Linked DNA regions of Zea mays: region 1 is linked to region 2. The links are chromatin contacts, called in public Hi-C maps. All regions are on one chromosome and are shown on one strand. Each heading gives the region's core, a stretch centred on a gene start, on an enhancer-like site or on the middle of the called end of the contact. The rest is flanking DNA. Distances are from core to core; before and after follow the strand shown. Region 1 holds the start of LOC100303858. Region 2 holds the start of LOC100283981 (proteasome subunit beta type 4).

What was found. Hi-C and Micro-C count contacts between places; a contact is called where the count stands out from the background.
Region 1: a Hi-C map of leaf mesophyll shows a contact between it and region 2, with 5 times the contacts expected there. The contact joins the promoter of LOC100303858 here to the promoter of LOC100283981 in region 2. A contact is called at or near these places in 8 of 25 Hi-C or Micro-C datasets (ear, leaf, leaf mesophyll and 2 more).

The regions. Positions count from the first base shown.
Region 1 is chr7:145,915,313-145,919,431 of Zm-B73-REFERENCE-NAM-5.0, forward strand. LOC100303858 reads left to right here and starts at 2,413. Exons shown (of 2, transcript NM_001366623.1): 1 at 2,413-2,505; 2 at 2,582-3,157. The coding sequence starts at 2,640. The coding sequence ends at 2,972. LOC100279891 (inositol 1, 3, 4-trisphosphate 5/6-kinase family protein) reads left to right here and starts at 3,362. Exons shown (of 12, transcript NM_001152843.2): 1 at 3,362-3,730. The coding sequence starts at 3,587. It overlaps LOC109940939 (a long non-coding RNA gene), which reads left to right and starts at 87. Exons shown (of 2, transcript XR_002263718.2): 1 at 87-356; 2 at 566-910.
Region 2 is chr7:145,336,733-145,340,658 of Zm-B73-REFERENCE-NAM-5.0, forward strand. It overlaps LOC100283981 (proteasome subunit beta type 4), which reads right to left and starts at 1,488. Exons shown (of 6, transcript NM_001156879.2): 1 at 1,173-1,488. The coding sequence starts at 1,285. It overlaps LOC100277031, which reads right to left. Exons shown (of 6, transcript NM_001407169.1): 3 at 3,376-3,525; 4 at 3,035-3,282; 5 at 2,620-2,775; 6 at 2,016-2,512. The coding sequence ends at 2,347.

The sequences.
Region 1 (4,119 bases), core at 1,163-3,662, 580 kb after region 2:
GTCATCAACCATGCCGCGCGAATTGCTGATGCCATCGCCCTCCTTCCCGTCTCACCACACCTACCTTGTCAACGTAAGGTTTGACCGTGGAAAGGGTGTATCGTCGCGGTCCCGGTTGTTGTGAATCTAAGCAAAGGCTGAGTGAGCACCAGAAAGCTTCACGCCTTGCGGTGTCGAGGTCCAAGTTCATGGCAGGACACACGCATTGCACTGACATGTTTAGTTAGACGATCTTGCCTGCATCAGACATGTTTAGATCCTTCCTGCTCGTCTTCGCCGTGGGCTACTCGCTCGGCCTCCTGTCGTCGTCCACCCGGCCGTCACCGAGACCGTCCCAGACGCAGTGGCGGAGACAGGTATGGAGCCACTAGAGCTCAGGCCCTACTCTTGGACCAAATAATTATTAGAGGGTGAAGTATGTTTTAAAGGATTGAGAGAATTTGTATAATCCGTTCATGGTTATATGTACTATCATTTATATATTTGCATGATTTAAGATTTTCTAGCTGATATAAATATTTGTTAGTGCTCTACATTTAGAGAAATCATGTCTCCGCCACTGCAGACGACGATCGTACGACCGCGCACCTCACCGACACCGCCTACGCGGCGAGGAACGAGAACGACGCGGCTGCGTCAAGGTCGACCTACCCACGTCCGCCTCCGCACGACCTGTTCCAGTTCAAGGAGGAGTGCGGGGAGCCGGTGCCCGACGACACCGTCGTGCAGACTCTGCTCGACAAGCTCTTCGGCGGCGAGAGCCCCCTACGCGGGCGGCGAGTCTTCTGTTATTCGTGATCTTCACGTTCGCCTTAGTTCTATCTATGTCTTGAACTCTTACATATTGTTGTAGATTTTCAATGAGTCTTTTAATGTTTTCTTGAGATGTTCATCAATTTGATCACCACCACTTTTCTTTTGGTCAAGTCCATGATATACCTTTTGAACTATATTTAGATACACTAATAGCAAATATTGTTAGTCTAAATGGTTATGTTAATTACCAAACACCAAAACTCTATTATCAATGGGCCTCAGTCTATTTTTCTTAGGCCCCGTTTGTTTCGTTATAATTGAATTCCATTTTAATAATTATATTTAGACAAAAGTAATTAAGTTCATATATTTGTATATGTAATATATTTGTATATTTAAGTTCATATATATATATTTATATATATAATATATTTGTATATTATTCTAAATATATGAGAGATATTTATATATTACATTTATGTTATAGCGAAGCAAGTAGAAGAGTATGCTATAAGTTGTACATCGAAAAAATAGCGTGTAAATCTATAGAATCAATTTCTATTTCTCACCCCATGAATTTGAGATAGAGTTATATGATATTTTTGGAAAGTGGTGGAATGTCACATTCTAAAAAAATAGCTTATTCCATTAGTAAGATTTCAATTCATCAAAATGAAAGGAAATAAACGGAACCTTATAGATTTGAACCTCTATAACTAACATGTGTGCTGTTAGCCATAGTGGTACCTAGGATGAGCATATATTGAGCCTACATCTTCTCGCTCTATATATATCCTTAACTGTACGTTTTTTCTCGATTAAGGGCTACGTTATCATAGTGTCATTATGTCATAGCACTACATATTAAATTTAAAATTTTAATTCATCATATGTTAAAAAGTGTAAAAAAGAGAAAGCTCTATTAATATGAAGAATTAAAGAATGACAATTTTTACTTTTTACATCTATTAAAAAAAAAACTCGGCCGGGGAGGGAAAGACCGCCCTCATGGTCCCGGCCGAGAAAATCCCCAAACCTTGGCCCCCCATCACTAGCGGGCCGTCACCGCCCACTCTGCAACGGCCCAGCCGGAGGGTGGCGCGCAGGACGTAACCCGGGAGCGGGTGGGGCACAACGAGGGGATTTTTTTAACCAAGCCATAAATTCGCCCCCGAGGGGGATCGAACCCAGGACCTGGAGGTGCTACTCGAAAGCCTTAACCATTACGCTAGAGGCCCTTTCGCTTTTTTTTACATCTATTAACGTATGGTGAATTAGGATTTGCAGTTTGATATATTGATACAGTAACAATATACATATATAGTTTATAAAGAAATTTTCATACCTTTTGACGATGATTCAGTGATTATATGGAAAGCTTTATTGTACATTTTTTTTGCACCTCTCTCTCTATATATAAGGAGAGACTAAACTAAAGCAAAGTATCTGTAATCTTAGTTGGACTCGCCGTTGGGCAAAGCCATGTTGATTACCAATTTACCACCCGAGATTATCGCAAGTGCATGTGAAGCCTGAAGCCTCTGATTGAGTTTATCTTTTCTTTTTCTCAACCGGTGGTCGTTGGGGAAACATGCAAACTGGAACTTTCACATGCGTGCAGATGCAATCATATCCGACAGCGGTAGTCAGCCAAGGATTATAAAATAAAATCTGAGGGATGCCTCAGTTGCATGCTCTCCAGCGAACCATTTGTTGACATCATGCATGATCTGTATCTGCTGGTTTCCTGTAAGAGCTGTCGCTGAAATATCGAATCGACCCATGTACATAATAATCTCATGCCATGTTCTTTCTGCCACTCCAGGGAAATCTCCATCTCGGTCGCTGCTGTTGCTGAGGTCGGCGGCGCAGATCGTCGCAACATGAGCATGGAGGGGCTCATCCCGTTCGTTTGCGGCGCGATCAGCAAGCGGAGGGCGGCGAAAAGGGCTGTGGACTACGAGCGCCTCTCCTCCGCCGGCGCTCCGCCAACGCGGGGATGGGGACACGAGCGCCTCCCCGGCGGCGCCTACGACCATCCTCGGAGCCAGAGCTGCCGGTTCGCCGCGCGCTCGTCGCCCGACGAGCGCGGTTTCTCCCGTGACGAGGGTGTCCGGGACGAGCCGTCTCCGCCGGGCGGCGACGGGTGGCGTGGTCTGTCCAAGTCCCGGAGGTTCAGTAGCATGCGCTTGTTTGGATGCGTCAGTGGCGCGTAGGAAGAGAAGAATCTGTTTGGATGTCTGGTATCGTGTGCCGCGAGCACAGCTCTGTACAGAAGAAACGATTTGACGAGTAAATAAATCGAGTGAAATGTAGCGCTTGCTGCGAGCTGCGACTGCAAAGCACAATCTTGCGTTCTCGCTGATGCAAATGAAATACACAACGGACGCATTTGTTCAAATCACTGTTAACTTGTTGCATCACCATGACATAAACCAGTGAACTTTTTTTCGACTGGGAAGACAAAAGGATATATTTTTTTTAATATGATGATGAAGGCAACGGATCTGATTCCCTGAAAGTTGAAAAGCTAGGCTGAGATTTTTTTTTTCTGCTAAGGAAAAGGGGAATTATTCTGACCTGCTGCGCTGCACCTGCACATCTGTTCGCCTTCCTCCCGCCAGGTGCCGCCCATGCGCCCGTGGGGGCCACGCCTGCTACTGACACCTGGGCCCACAGATCAGGAGCTTCCCCTTTCCTATGCTATGCCCGGCTCCAGGTGACCAGGTTCAGCAGGCGTTCGGCCCGGCAGCCCCCAAGTCCCATCGCCGAGCAGAAAGTCAGGAACAGAACTCAGGCGTTGGCGATTGGCATCTCCCTCCCCTAAGCCATGGCTACCGGGCGGCCCGTACGACTCGTGCTGGATGCCTCCCTCCTCCTCGACCCCTCCTCCACCAGGGAGGCGGCGGCGGTGGCGCTGCGGCCCGGGGTAGAGGAGTTGCTGCGGCGGTTGCGCTACTCCAACCTGAGCGTGGTATGAGTGGCTTGGTTTTCTGTCTATCGGCGCGATTCGTCGTTGTTTTGCTAGATGAGTTGGCTGAGATCTTACTGTTTACTAGTGCCGTACTGTTCGAGGAAATGTTCTCGCGGATAGATTGTCCCAGGAACTTGGCTAAAAGCTCAACTTTTCCGTTTCTCTCTCCTGTTATTAATGCCATACGCTGGAATGTTTCTTACAATGTACTCCTATTAGTAATCCTAGACATCTGGACTTAGGATCCCGTTTAGGGCTACACCATCTTGTGGTTGACGGGTTCCCCGTGTTCAAGTTTTAGTCCAATATAGTTCAAATGCTTGCTGCCAGTGGATCAGTAGAGCTTACAAGAGTTCATAAACTGAGCAAGCGATGGGCATCTGACTGTA
Region 2 (3,926 bases), core at 238-2,737:
GACCAAACTATCCCTAGCAACTCTAGGTTCTTTCTTTCTATTGCTGCTCGATCCCAGCCGCCTCTCCTTTGTCATGTTATTTGACATCCCATAAATACTAGAGTTCGTTCTTATTTTGTCTACAATACATTGGTTGGTTTTTCTGTTTATACAAGATCAAATGACTAATATTGAATTGGTTCTCCCCATTGGTGAAAAGGTGGCAACAGACCTTGAGGCTAAGCAGCTTTTGCTTCTCGACAACCAAGCTAATCTGTGCGCACCTAGTTTCAGGTACCAAAAAATGTGATGAGTGACAGGCTAGTGTGTCTTGGCTTCAGCTATTCAGATCAGTTGCAAGACATCAGAGTTTGGATGCTGCCACATGGAATTTGCTTCATCAGTTGGAAGCTATATGAAGCCCCTAAAGCCGAATCTGTTCATTCTTTTTTCCGTGGATCAGCTACCTTCTTCTGGTCTTGCTTCGAGTCAAAACAACAGGTCATGCAGGCCACTGTTCTGATCCGATCTCTCATCTAGTGTACACTTCAAGGCGGAGGGCAGAAACGAATATGGTGTGGCGGACAAGGATCAGACTCACACAATTAATGACACAGCAGGGGAGTGGGTGGTCCATATGGGCCACGACACACCCTAAGATCATATAAGGTTAGTTAGCATAGTGGTGTAAGTACTATTTTTTGAACTTGGCAGTCAAGGTTCAAGTCCTGTTGATCTCTATTTTTTGTTTATTTTTTTTGATATTTTTCCTGGCACTCTCTAAGCGTAGCAGCTGACACAGGGACATGAGTCATCTTAGATGGCAAGCATTTTAGAAAACGGATTAGAAAACAAGAAATAAACTATGATGTCGTATTAATCAAGATGTCAATGATATAAGTACTAATTTTGCAAAGCCAACGTTTGAAGTCATAAATATGCGAAACCTAATATTATCGGTCCTAAAATATCAATTTTCTCAATATTCGACTAATAGTCCACCGCAAAATTTGCTCAAATCTTCGCCCAAAAGAAGCGGAGCGAAGTAACGCAAAGTAGGGATCTGAACCGCGACCGGAAGCACCGAAATCTTCACCCGAAGGAGGAGGACGAGGAGGGGGGGTAGGCAAAGTAACGCGAAGTCGCGATCTGAACCACGAACGCAAGAACCGAACATAGGCGGACAGACTTACTGCGTCCGCTGCGTCGCGCCTCCTCCTGCCGCCGCCTGGCTCCCGCCTGCGGGGTGGGATCCCGCCGGAATGTTAGGGCCGCCACCGCCGACGCTCTTGGGGAAGCCGTCCATGATGCTGAGCACGAAAGTATACGAGATTGGAGACGTTGGCGTACGGGTTGTGAGGAGAGGCGCCGAGCAGCAAACGGCGGCGGCGTGGTGTTAGAGGGGTGACCTTTTTCTTTCTTGCAACCGAAGACGAAGAGGAGAATGCCCACCCCGAAAGCGACTCGGAGCTTGGGTTCAGATCCAACACACCACGGATCGAAAGGTTTGGACTGGGCTAGATCTTGTGGGCTACTAGAAACATAGTACGTAGCAGGAGTACTAACAATGTGCCAGATCGATTTAGACCGAAAAGACTGGGTGAATTCGATTTAGGCCGACAAGACTGAGGATGAATTTAGTTCAGCTTTCTCAATAAGGTTCGAACAACTAGTTTAATTTAGTGGGTCTTTGATTTCTATGAACTAATTTTTAATCCTTAAATTATTAAATACGAAATCTAATAATTTAGGTAATAAAATGGAGTGACTAAAAATTAGTCTTTATAAACCACACCTTAGAATCACCTACCTTGATTTTTCATATACGGTCATCTATATTACTAAGCTATCATATTTTTATAGAATCTATAGTTGACAATTATTTCATCCAAACATATTTTATTTTTTTCATAATCATCAGCTCACGACATCTTTCTAACAGTCACAACTCAGCGAAATCAGATTTTTGGAAACAAACACCTGAACCAAACAGACCCTTGAGTCCAAGAGCACGTGGAACAAAACAACAACAACTTCAAATTGTAACTCGAGCATTCATCCTTTGTGATTTTGATGTAAATATAAAAGACATGTCGGCGTCAAGGATTAGGTTATACAAAGTCAACAGAAACGACTAAAACGAATTTGAATTTATAGTGACATAAACTGCTCAATAATTCGAGCATAATATAATGGCTTTTTTAGATAAATATATAAAATATATAATGGATATGACCTCCGGCCTCTGCATGCATGACTTGTATCCAACTCGTTTATTTGGCCCAGGGCAGTGATACTTCTGAGACACGTCGCTTTGTATAAGGAGTTTATGCCATCAGCCCGTAATAACAGCCATACTGATCTCAACTACAACACAATGACCTGCGACTGGCTCTGGAAAACCTCGACTTCTAGCCTTATGGATGCCCAGACTTGGCTGCATCGCCTGAGCTTCTCATTCATGCGAGCTATGAACGATCTAGCCCATACTTCTTCATCACGCTTCGTGCTCGCGCCACATGGAACTGAAAAACTGGCAACCATACTACAGCTAGTTTACAAGATTCCATGTAAAATCCCGCTCCCAAAGGAAAGAGCGGACCTGCCGACTGGGGCTGCTTACAAATCGATGCACTTTACCTCATCAGTTCCTCTTCTCTTCGTTCGCCAGCTGACCGATAACTTCCGCACACATATACTCGGTAGATATGCAGAGACTGCCTTGAGAGGTTCTGTATCGCTGCCTCAGAACTTGCATTGCGGAACAAATATGTTACCGGATAACCTAAAAGCCACCTGCAGATATTGAAACAGAAGCATGTTATTCAGAGAGCAGAGCAAATGTCAAAACTTAATCAAGATAGCATCCATAACAATGGCAGTATGAACCACACCTCTGTTACATGTTATTAGAACTATCAAAACGAATAAATTTGCCATTTTTTATGCTGATGCCGCTGTGCAAATGTTTTTTTCTTCCAAGTGTTCAAACAGTGGTTTCACTAGATCAAGAATTTCATGGTTACAGTTTTGATGACACAGAACCAGAAATTACCCATTCAGAGAAGGCAAGGCAATCTGGGTGTTCTCGAGGAAGCTACTCAGATCAACGACCAATAGGGTCCTGTCCTCAACGTGATTGTCAGTGCACTCTGCAACAACAGTACTCTGTGGATTTCCTGACATTTGCTTTGTTATTCCAGGTCGAACATCAGACAGATCTAGAGGAAATTTGGCTGTGAATTGATCTTGTATGGATACAAGCTCCAGCACAGTGTCATTCTCTTCTATGGTTGTAAGCAGCTGAACACAAACAACTTTTCATTAACAACAAATACTACACATTCACTTCACAGTAGACAGAAATACAAAAGTGTGGTCTGAGAAGGTAAATACATTGCAACATCTTTTCTCTAGGTCCACGAAAGCTAGCCCTTGCTGCGACCTTGCGTTTGGTGATGCATGTTCCGCAAGTCCTTTAACATGGATCAAGTAAAGCATATCTCCAATAATCATCACGCGGAGTGGATTCAATATGCTTGTTTCCTGCAAGTCAAGCATGACTCAATATGCCGAAACTGGATGCAGTTGGATATACAGAGGACATCCAAATAACCTCTACTAAAGATAGTAGTTTGGTTATGGAAACAGTTGGAAACTGAACAGGACACAGGTCAGTTTTGTTGGGTTGATCTCATCCGGACTCTGTCAGAGGATCGAGTCGGACCTCACTCGCATCCTGACCGTGTTGGTGGTGGCCCCCTTTCATACCATGTAAATAAATAGGGATCAAGGCCGGTACGCGAACCAACATTCATTGTACATCCTCATCCATACACAGACTAGTGAGATCCGATCTATCTCTACGCGGAAGTGGAGGGAAGGCCGCCGCAGCCACTACCTACACCGGCCACCGGACTTCGACTTCCCATCACAACTCCCTCCAA